Linked DNA regions of Mus musculus: region 2 is linked to region 1. The links are chromatin contacts, called in public Hi-C maps. All regions are on one chromosome and are shown on one strand. Each heading gives the region's core, a stretch centred on a gene start, on an enhancer-like site or on the middle of the called end of the contact. The rest is flanking DNA. Distances are from core to core; before and after follow the strand shown. Region 1 overlaps Pdzrn3 (PDZ domain containing RING finger 3). Region 2 holds the start of Pdzrn3 (PDZ domain containing RING finger 3).

What was found. Hi-C and Micro-C count contacts between places; a contact is called where the count stands out from the background.
Region 2: a contact with region 1 is called in a Hi-C map of liver, with 3 times the contacts expected there. The contact joins the promoter of Pdzrn3 here to the enhancer-like site in region 1. A contact is called at or near these places in 2 of 39 promoter capture datasets (both in liver), 4 of 484 Hi-C or Micro-C datasets (cerebral cortex, liver and uterus) and 1 of 9 other capture datasets (liver).

What each region holds. Positions count from the first base shown.
Region 1 is chr6:101,213,142-101,218,375 of GRCm38.p6, forward strand. The region is part of intron 3 of Pdzrn3 (PDZ domain containing RING finger 3); the gene reads right to left. Gm26911 (a long non-coding RNA gene) reads left to right here. Exons shown (of 5, transcript XR_003956481.1): 3 at 1-5,234. Among named protein-coding and RNA genes, the nearest start is that of Gm26911, 43 kb to the left of the region's middle. Within about 2 kb of position 2,135, at least 49 of the 459 cell types and tissues checked have an H3K27ac peak or open chromatin away from gene starts, as enhancers often do. A contact at or near this core is called in cerebral cortex, liver and uterus, where this site is marked.
Region 2 is chr6:101,375,695-101,380,928 of GRCm38.p6, forward strand. Pdzrn3 (PDZ domain containing RING finger 3) reads right to left here and starts at 2,203. Exons shown (of 10, transcript NM_018884.2): 1 at 1,472-2,203. The coding sequence starts at 2,194.

The DNA of each region.
Region 1 (5,234 bases), core at 885-3,384:
GTAATGATGTAATCCAACTTGTCAAAAAGGAAAATGAAAAGAGAAGACAGAAGGCAGGACAGAGCCTGGGGACCTGTGTGCCATGTCATCTTCTAATTAACTAACTGATCCTTTAAACTGTCAAACTCGGCGAGACACTCTATGGCCTGGCGTCTGATTAATATTCATACTTAGGCACAGGATGCTCTGATTTAGGTCCCAGTGGTTGTAGTTAAACATCAGTCTTTAAAAAAGAGAGAGAAAGAAAGACCTGCCTGGCAATCGTAAGTGTCCAGGTTTTACATTCATAGGAAAATGAAAGGAGACCACCCTGAGGTTCCTGACCCACAGCAAGAACAAATCCCCATGGATCCATATTGATCTGTGAGTTATGATGAGGACTTGTATATTGAAAAAATAATTATTTTGTTTTTTCTTCTGGCAGCCACCTTGTTAAATCACACTTGGTGCATTATTGTTAAATACACGAAGAGCACCCGTAAACTAACATAGCACTTGGTAATATAGCCAAGCTTTTGATTTCAAACAAAAATAATTGAATATATAATTTAACCAAATCAAGCTTGATCATTTAATTGAGCTGTCACTAGTAGTAACCTTGACTTTTGGTTCATATAACTTGAGCTCCAAACAGATACTATAATACTGATGTTTACTGACACGCAAAAGATGTTTGAGCCTGGTGTGTAAGATGTGCCTGTAGCTGCTGAGGAAACATGGTGGACAGTGACAAAACCATGCACCTTAGGAGGGCTTTTCCTTTACTGGCTTTACTCTTTATTTATTAAAGTCCTGACAAAGATGAAAACAAGTCAGCCCAATCTATTGCATTTGCTTTTAGGAACTACTTCTTAAAATTATTTTTGGATTAAACAAATATGATATAAGGTAAATCCATGGTGTAAATCCATTCTATAGTGCCCCAGGACTATCCTGGCAATCCACCAATCCCATCAACTCTACTATCCTGTCTCCTGTAGAGCTTATTCAACAGTCTCAGCTACTGTTATGTTATTGCCAAACTATTTCAACTTACAGTAAAAAAACTGGGGAACACAGGTAATAAACACACAAACTGAGATTGTAAATCATAAACATACCAACTCTAAATGATATGATTTGGGGTATTCTCTGTAATCCACAGACATTGGACCCTAAGAAATATTAATACACTCCAGTCATTTTCATTGATGGGAGATGGCATGTAGACATAATGCAGAGATTCCTAGTTCCGACACAGGGGAGAGGGGGTTCTAGATTGAGCAGACATAAAGGTCAGGCTGGTTCAACTCCAAGAGCAAATTCCTTCAGGCTTGTTTGTATTTCTACTAACCAGTACAGGATGAGGAGGACAACCATCCACCAATACCATCATGGCTGCTCTGGGTCACGCCCACCTGCAAAAGCCCAGCTCTGATGGGTTGCTCAGGAAGGATTGGCGAGTGTCTCAACTTTTTCTGCTCTCTTGGAGGAGGCCATTAATATCAAGGACCAGAAAACTCCTCCCTGGCACTCAGTCATCTCTGGGATTTCAAGGATTTCTTACACTTTTATAAAATCAAAAACAGAAACCAACAAAAAATAAAATAAAATAAAATAAAATAAAGAAGCTGTCACAATCCAAATGTCACACATACCCACCTCTGCTCAGAGTGGAGTCCCCAGAGGACCTACCGTTGTCACTGCTGGTCCAGGCCTGTGAGCTCCCTGTCAGGAGGGAACCACCACCAAGGCAGGGGCATCTCACTTCAGAGGCAGTGTAGGTACCCTGCTTGCCAGGTGATACCCTGTGCTGTGTTCCTCTGAGCTGCAAATACCTCTTGAGGTGGGGAGCAGGCTCCCGGGACACCGAAACTGGCTCAGCTCCACAGGCAATAAAGTAATTAATGGTGTCTTTCAGGGCAAGCGCAGTAAAAAAAAATAATTGCTCTCCAATTTTTTTTACTGGTAATGAATGATTGGTACAGTCAATATTTGTGTTGTTGGGAGTGGATGTGTGGATAAATGTGTGAGTGGGATGGAGAGGGAAGTCTTAGGGATGCAAATACTCAAACCAGACTATCAGTTCCCTGACCGACTCTAAACTGCAGATCACAAACACCAGAGAACATGGGGCACGGAAGACAGCGCACCGCCTAATCCAACTGAGGCCAAAGTCTGACACTTAGGACACAGTGCAAAGATACTGCAAATAGGGTCAACTAAAGAGAATAAATAAGTGGGATTTATAAAAAAAAATGCTTAAGCTAAATTGGCTTCAGAGGCCAGGCTGAATTACCAGCTACCTGGCTCTCGTGCCTCGTCTAGCACCACGCTCACTGTGTCAAAACATAGCTCCCTCCCGGTTCTCAAAGGAGCACACAGCTTGCTGACGCCAGGCGACTCCACCCCTTGTAATCACTTCATGTTCTCTATGAGGTCATCAGCTTTCTCTCTATTGAATCTCACAGACACAGGAGCTTCTCACCACGCAGAGCTCTATAAACAACAGATTGTAAGATAAACACGCTCTAGCTGCTCCTCGGGAAGTTGCTTCGCTGCGCAGTAGACGCCCCGCACTCCTGTGTAATACGGCAAAGGACACTGTGAGAATTGAACCGAGTCAGATCGGTACCAGGACACAGAGAAGCGGTCTGGATTTGGGGGGTGCTTGCCAGAGGATTTGGTGTAGCCATGGACATACTGATCCCAGGCCATAATAATATTTTGACTCTGATGGAAGAGGACACATGGCTTGCTGGCTACAGGAAATAAAAAAAGAAAATTTGATCTTCAACTATCACCCCAAAATTTGGGTGAATCTTGGTTAGCTGTGGAGAAGCGATTCCAGGACTCTTGGTGTATACCAATCTGTGGATGCTAAGTTCCTTACATTAAATATGTAGTAATTGTGCATAATACCCTCTACATTTTCTCCTGTATACTCTGATGACTGATATACTGAGCTGTAATGCTACACAAATAGTTGCTACACATGCTGTTTATGAGACAACAAGAAAAAGTCCATACATATTTAGTACAGATCCATCTGTGTGTGTGTGTGTGTGTGTGTGTGTGTGTGTGTGTGTGTGTGTGTGTGTGTGTGTAGATCAAATCCAGGGCTTTGCAGACTCTAAGAAGCATTCTATCATTGAGATAGACCTTCACCCAGGGAAGCACATATGTGTGCAGACTCGCGTGAGTATAGACGTGTGCACACCCTGGCGTGTGTTTAAAGGCCAGAGGACAATCTCGGGTGTCAGTCCTCACCTTCCACCTTGCCTCCATCCGAGGCTGCGTCTCCATGGTTTGCTGCTCCTCCTTACTCCCTGCTAGCTGACTGGGAAGCCCCTCAGGATTGTCTTCTTTCTTCTTCCCCTCATGGTATAAGAACTGGAGCTACAGATGTGTGTACAGCTGGGCCTGCATAGTTTGGTTCCAGGATTAGAACTGAGGTTCTTATGCCTGTCTGGTAAATGCCTTATCCATTGAGGGATCCCCTTGGCCCTGGATTTGGTTTTTTGTTTGCTTTTGTTGTTTCTTGTGTCTGGCACGATCTGTGATTGGCTCACTGCATGGATAGGTTACAGAGAGGCAGGGTAAGAGACTATCCAACTGCAAACAAAGACATAATAAAGATGCTAGGCTAGTAGTGCTATCTATAGCCACAGTGGGGTGAGTCTAGGGTTTTACACTGGAACAAACTTCACTGCCACCAACATGATGACAAGCTTTTGATGTTTCCTCCAGGGACCTGCATATTAGTTATATTCCAGAGTTCTTTAAAATTAGCATGGCAGTATATACTTTAAGGGTAGAAATGTATTCTATTTAAGTTGGCTTTTCCTATCACTCCACTAACGGATCTGAACATGTAGAGATTATGACGGAAACTCCATGCTCACCAAATAACAGCATATAAGGCCAAGGCACATCTCTGGGAACAGGCTTCTAGAATCATCTAGCTGGTGCTCTTATTCACAAACGGATTTTAATACTTATAATTTGAACACATATACTTCCTTTTCTTTCTCTGTAGGGTACTCCATTTTACTTGGTTCCAAATGTTAAGCAGCCATGGCACGATCTCCAAACAATACTCATGTGCCACTAAGTGGATATGGATGAGTAAATGTCTTTTATAAGATATTCACGAGGGAAGGGCTCTCGCCAAGCTTTCAAATGAAATTCTTTAACTGGCCACAGCTCTGTTGTTTTAAAAGTCATCTGCAGTTGTCCTTAACTTGTTCTTCTGCATAATTTATTGGGCAGCTGTCAAATATGTGTGTTGCCCCCCTGTCTTGTAACTGACATCCGTACAGGGATAAGTGAGATAGGAAATGGGCTATGAACAAACGGACACTGGGCCATTGAATAAATGGAAGACAAAGAGAGCAAGGATGAGAGACAAGGTAGGGAGAAGAAAGCTCTCTCTTTTCACCAGCAGGTGGGCTCAGCAGCGAAACCCACAGCTACAGAAACGGACTTACTCCATAGAATGACCTGCTCTGCACCACGGCTACCATGGTCTTTCTTTCCAAGCCATAATGATTGCGCCCTACCTTAAAGATGTATACCACTGACATATACTTTTATGCAACCCAAAGGTTTTACAATGCCAAGTGTATTGATACTATAATGTAAACCATAGCTCGAAGACCTCCCTTAGAGTCCCTGAAGAGAATGCCTCATTCCTGTAAGTGGGGTCAACTAATGCAGTTCATAAGGCTCCCTATGCAGTCGAGGATTGATCTCCATGTAAAGGCGCGCAGCATCGGGTCTAAGCTAACATGCTCATTCTGTTTGATCTCCTTCCATTTCCTGCATTGTACTCAGCGCCTCTTATCCCTGTCCAACATCAACAGGTCATTCAGAGAGGGGTCAGTGTCAGCCAATATAAATAACCATTATAAAACCTCCAGCATGCTTTAAATCAACAAGCAAAGTGGCCTATGCTGTTTAAAGTATAAATTCCAAATATTTTCATGGCAGAGGGTAGGCAAGGTCTACTAAAAGCACAGTTAAAAAAAAAAAAAGAAAATTAAGAATCAGAGTTAAATAATCCAGTCACAATGAGCCATTCCAGTGCATGGTTCCCTATTTTAGAACCAGTTTGCAAACAAATGTCCATATAGCTTTTCCTTCCCCTCTTGGAGAAGATAGCCAGCTTGGGTTTGAGGACCACAGGCGCCCGTGTTTCACAAGAGTTTCACACACATGGCTGACATTACCACCATGTTTATAAACCCAGGGAG
Region 2 (5,234 bases), core at 953-3,452, 160 kb after region 1:
TTGCTACTTCATAACTATAATTTTGTTACCATTACAAATTGTAAATATCTGATGGGCTGGGTATCTAATACGAGACCCCAACCCACAGGTTGAAAACCACTATGCTAGAGAGACAAGTATGGTCAAAACCCACCTCTGAACCTTTAAAACCCTGACCTAAGCAGACGATTGTCCCTCCAGGAACCACAGTTTCTCCACGTACAAAATGGTAAGCATTGTACCTATATTTTTTATGAGAGGGGGGAGGGAAGGGGAAGAGGGGGGGGGGAGAAAGAGACAGGGAGGGGAGGAGAGGGGAGGGGGATAGAGGGAGTGGAGAGAGGGAGAGAGGGGGAGGGGGAGATGGGGAGGGGGAGAGGGGAGGGGGGAGGGGGAGAGGGGAGAGGGGAGAGGGGAGAGGGGAGAGGGGAGAGGGGAGAGAGAAATGACTGAGAAGCGCTGAAGCTGGTGAACCTCAGGAGGGGAGGCTGACATAATTCCCGATCAGCAAGGGCAGGGGAATGGTACAGGAGTGGTTTAAGGTAATTGCAGGTACTCTGAGCCTGGCACTGTGCCAGACCGTTTTTCTACAGCCTCACCTTGATGGAAACAACATCATCTGACGGGCTCGAGGTAAACCGAGGCACCTGTGGAGCCTAACCCACAAGCCACTCCGCTGGTTACCCAAAGGTGGAGATGTTTTAATTCAAGGAGGCTATCACTTAAATATTACTTTCCGGTTACTGGAGCAAGTGGGTCGTTGGGTTCTTTCTCGACTGCCCAAATGAGTTCTCCTATGGGGCCTGGCTGTGTTTTCCTGCTCTAAATTGTTAGGAACCATAGTTTCCAACTTTAGAGAGGGATTGAGCTACTTGCTCAAGGTCAGCAGCCAGTGAGTTGGCAGGAAAGTGCATGTTTGAATCCAGCCTTTACACCGGGGCCTCTCTCCTGGCATCCCTTTCAAGCTGCACCATAAGGGCTCTGCTGCCACCTTTCCCCCTTTGCATCGCAGCAGATACACTCCAGGTCGCCCAATGGAGTGTCACATCCACACAGACCATGGCTCTGATCTTAAGCCAAGATGAGCAGCTTCCTGGGTCTCAGGCTGGTGTGCAGGCCAAAGCCTCTCAACACCTCCCTGACTCTGGAGTCATGCTCTCTGTTCCTACCCTACACTTGGTTGTAAGTTCCTTTTAGTGTTCGCAGACACACTCTGGCCCCCCAAAACTGCCGTAGCTTCAATTCACCCTATATGTCCTGCCTTTTGGGACCACAGTTTCTCAGTTGGAATTAGTTAAGTAACCCGCACGGAGTGATACAGCTGGCAAGCGCTGCTAACAAGAGGAGGCCGGAGATGCACCCAGGAAGACCCTGGCATCCTATATTCAACGGACCTGGGTGGGACTCTGGGTCAGCTAAAGAGGGTGGAGAGAGGAAGGGAGAGAGAGGGAGAGAGAGAGGCAGAGATGGAGAGAGAAGAGAGATTGCTTACCTTGCCGCCTGGCGGCGCGGCCACGCAGCGGCTGAGCGAGTCGAGGCGCGCGCTGTACTCGGTGAACTTCTTCTGGTAGCGCAGCGCGGTCATCTGCAGTTCGAGCTGCGCGGCGGCCAGCTGCGCCACCAGCGACTTCTCGCGCTTGCCGGCCCGCAGCGCCTCCTTCTTGAGCGCCTTGTGCAGCGCGCCCAGGCGGGCCTGCAGCGCTCCGTTGTGCGCCCGCAGAGCCCGCGCGCAGCAGTGGCCGCCCGCCCGCTGCTCGCCGTGCGTCAGCGGCAGCCCGCAGCCCTCCTGGCAGCGACCCACGGGCCGCGCGTCGCACGCGTCGCGCATGTGGGCCTCCACGTCGCGTCGCAGCAGCAGCTGGCCGCAGCCCGCGTGGCGGCAGCGCGCGGGCGCGAAGTCGCAGCGCTCCAGGTGCTCGGGCAAGTCCTGCAACTTGACCACCCGGCCGCAGCCCCGCGCCGCGTGCGCGCACTTGATGTCCAACTTGAGGATGAGACGCTTGAGGGGCAGGACGTGGTTGAGCTCCTTGGCCGATAGGCGACCGCGACAACGCGCGGGGCAGCTGCCCTCCTGCACTACCCAGGGCAGCACGCAGCCGGCGCAGAATACGTGGCCGCACGGGGTGGTCAGCGGGTCCTCCAGGACCTTGTGGCACAAGGCGCACTTCAGATCAGGGTCCACGTCGCCGTCGAAGCGATCCAACTCGAAACCCATGGTGGCGGCCGGGGCCCGGTGTCGCCGCCGGGCGACCGGCCGCCCCCTCCCTCCCTCCCTGCGAGGCGGCCCAGACACGCCGGCTACGCCGCCCGCTCTCTAGCTCGCTCTCCCAGGACTGAGCCTAATTGCTCCAGACTTCCTCGGAAAATGCCCGAGGAACAGGACTCCTCCGGCCGTATTGGCTCGAGCGCAAGCGCACTAACATCCTGCCTCTGGGGCCTCACGACCCTCTTTTGGCCATAGGGAGGGGGCCTCGAGGCACAAGAGGCTGAGTTTGACCACAAAGCAAGGAGACCTGCCAGAGACCGGAGATGGGCCCCCTCTTAGGGTCTCCTCTCCGCTTTCTTGGAGGATTCTCTAAGAGACAAAATACGCCAGCAGAGAGCATCTCCCTCGGTTTGGAGCTGCGTCTGTGGCTCTCGCCCACAGAAGTTTCCTGCCACATCAGGACTTTTCATTCCCCACCTCCTTCTTTCTCCTGTGTCTGCCTTTTAGAGTGAAAAATATCTAAGGCCCTGCTATCTCTGTATTTACGGTCGTTATTTATTTATTTCACTCGGGGGAAAGTTACAGCGGCTGCTGGACGCTCAGGCTGAAACTTTGGTCCCAACCAGAAGATCTGCAAACTGCAGTGTTTAGCAGCTAGAGGTTTCCAGGACCAGAAGGCGAATTTGCAGGAATCAGATCTCCCCTCCAGCTGTCTGGATGGGACAGGCCAGAGTGGTTGGCTGGATCCCATTCTTACACCTCTATAAAGAGGGCACTACAGTACCTCAAGCATTTTGCTCAGTTTCTAAACTGGTCCCTTAAAAAAAAAAAAACAAAAAACAAAAAACAAAACAAACAAACAAAAAAAACAAAAAACAAAACAAACAAACAAAAAAAAAAAAAAACAGCGCTACAATGTTGCGAGAGCATACTTTAGCTCCACTTGAAAACTATTGCCCCCACCCCCCCCCCAACCCCCGCCCCGTTACTGGAGCCTTGACTCTGGTGGTTTAAGAGATGGAGGAGTTTAAAACTTCAAGTCCCTGTAGCAACGCCTACCCCAGCCAACTTGCCAACAACATCCCTTCAGCTTGTTTTTGTTGTTGTTTTGTTTTCCTTAAATTAATTTATTTATTTATTTATTTATTTATTTATATGCTTATTGTTTTATCTCCATTTTCCCACTGGAGCAGTTCAAAGAATCGCTCTTTGAACTGAATCAAAGACAGGCTATTTGAGAATTTTGGGTCCTTTCAGATTGTGAACCAATGGTTCACCAGGAGCTTGAGTGTGTATCCGCGCTAAAAGAGCCTACCAGCCACGGAGAAGCTGCTGGTCTCTACACAGCCTGGATTTTAGCTTGATGGAAAAACCCTTGCCGTCTGGACCTTTCTCTTCTACTCCAGAGAAGCTTTTCAAGCCCAGTAGCAAGCCTGGCACTGGGTGGAAACACCACTTGGGGGATACCAGGCTAAGTGGAAAGTTCATAATGTGGGATACCAGTCTAAGTAGAAAGTTCATAACATTACCCATGCCTTTGGTAGTTTTTGTTTTTGTTTTACTACCTCCCAAGGCTGTAGACATTCCTAAGAAACACTGGTGAGAGTAATGTCAAGTTCTGGAATTCTCATTCGGAATCTGCTGCCAGATTCTCTAGAGAATCTGGAAATGGAGAGCTAAGAATTTTTGTGTCTGGTATGGACCCAAGAAAATGGGATTACAGCATTCATTTTGTCTAATTACTTTTACTTCTGTCCTTTAGAGGGCTGCTAAAGACCCATGACCTTCACTATTGAACTGCTTCATTGGAGGGAAAGAATTGCCTTGATGTCCATAAGGATTAGTGTTCTGAAGTGACCACTGCAAAACTGTTGCTAACTGTTGCCTACCAGATTGTTCAGTGCATGGTTGAGGTCCCCCAACGGTGTTCTTTAATCTTGACGGGTGGCATTTGGTGTCTAGTCGTGATACTTTTGTTTCATTGCCTTTAATCAATGAATGCATTTCTCTTTAGAGGATTCCAAGTGATGTGAAATATTCATGACCTTTGTTCAGATAAGCTCCAGCAGGGAAAAATCTTCCACTGGTGCATTTGTTAAGCCCTCCGTGGGTAAGAGGCAGCTTCTTTCAACCAAGGTGTGTGGGCTTGTCAGTTTCATAGACAAGCTAGTGTCAACAAGGTGATAATCTTCAAACCAAACTGGTTTTGAGGAACACGGGGAAAACTCCATAATACACCATAAATGGGAAATTAGCACTTACCTGAGATGTAAACTTCAGCTCAGAGCTGTCTCTCCACCCATCTGTGGCCCCTGATGACAGATTGGGGGATGAAGGCCGGCTGTAAAGAAAGAGGCAGAGCTGAAACTATAGAGACACTGTCCCCTATTGTCAGTTTGCTCCTTCAGGCAAAGGCAAAATCTTCAGAAAGCCTCTCCCCATTAGTTAACTTTAGTATTAAAATTCTTGGAAATCAGCAAAAACCAAGCCAGATAAACCTACCGGAATGTGAGGGTGAGGGGAGGGACATGCATGCTGTTCTATCACTGGATTGGACAGGAGAACCAAGAGACAAAGCTATTAAGAAAAAGTGGAAATCAGGGCATTATCAGTTTTTCTTTTCTTTTCTTCTTCTTTTGATTTGTTTCTCACTAGTGACACACTCCTGCAGACCACCCTTTGTTGTGGGGTTGCCTTCTGTATTCTGGGATGGTTAGCAACATCTCTTGGAGATGCTCATAAATGCAGTGACAAAGGACCACCACTCTCGCCCACCACATATGACATCCAGGTCACTGCCAATGTCTCTTGAGGAGAAGCTGCCCCAGATTAAGAACCATTGCAGTGTTTGGCGGGCAATCTTCTCTTCGTTCTAAAGCCAGGCTCTGACAGCAGCTGGCTGAAGAATCACCTACCTGGTCCAGGCAACACAGTGAGAAGGGAAGGCAACACTGAAAACTAGAAGCTTCACGCTGCTATCAAACATGCAGTAAAACTTCAGGAAGATGAGTTCTGGACAAGCCAAGCCTCTGGAGAAAAGACACTGATT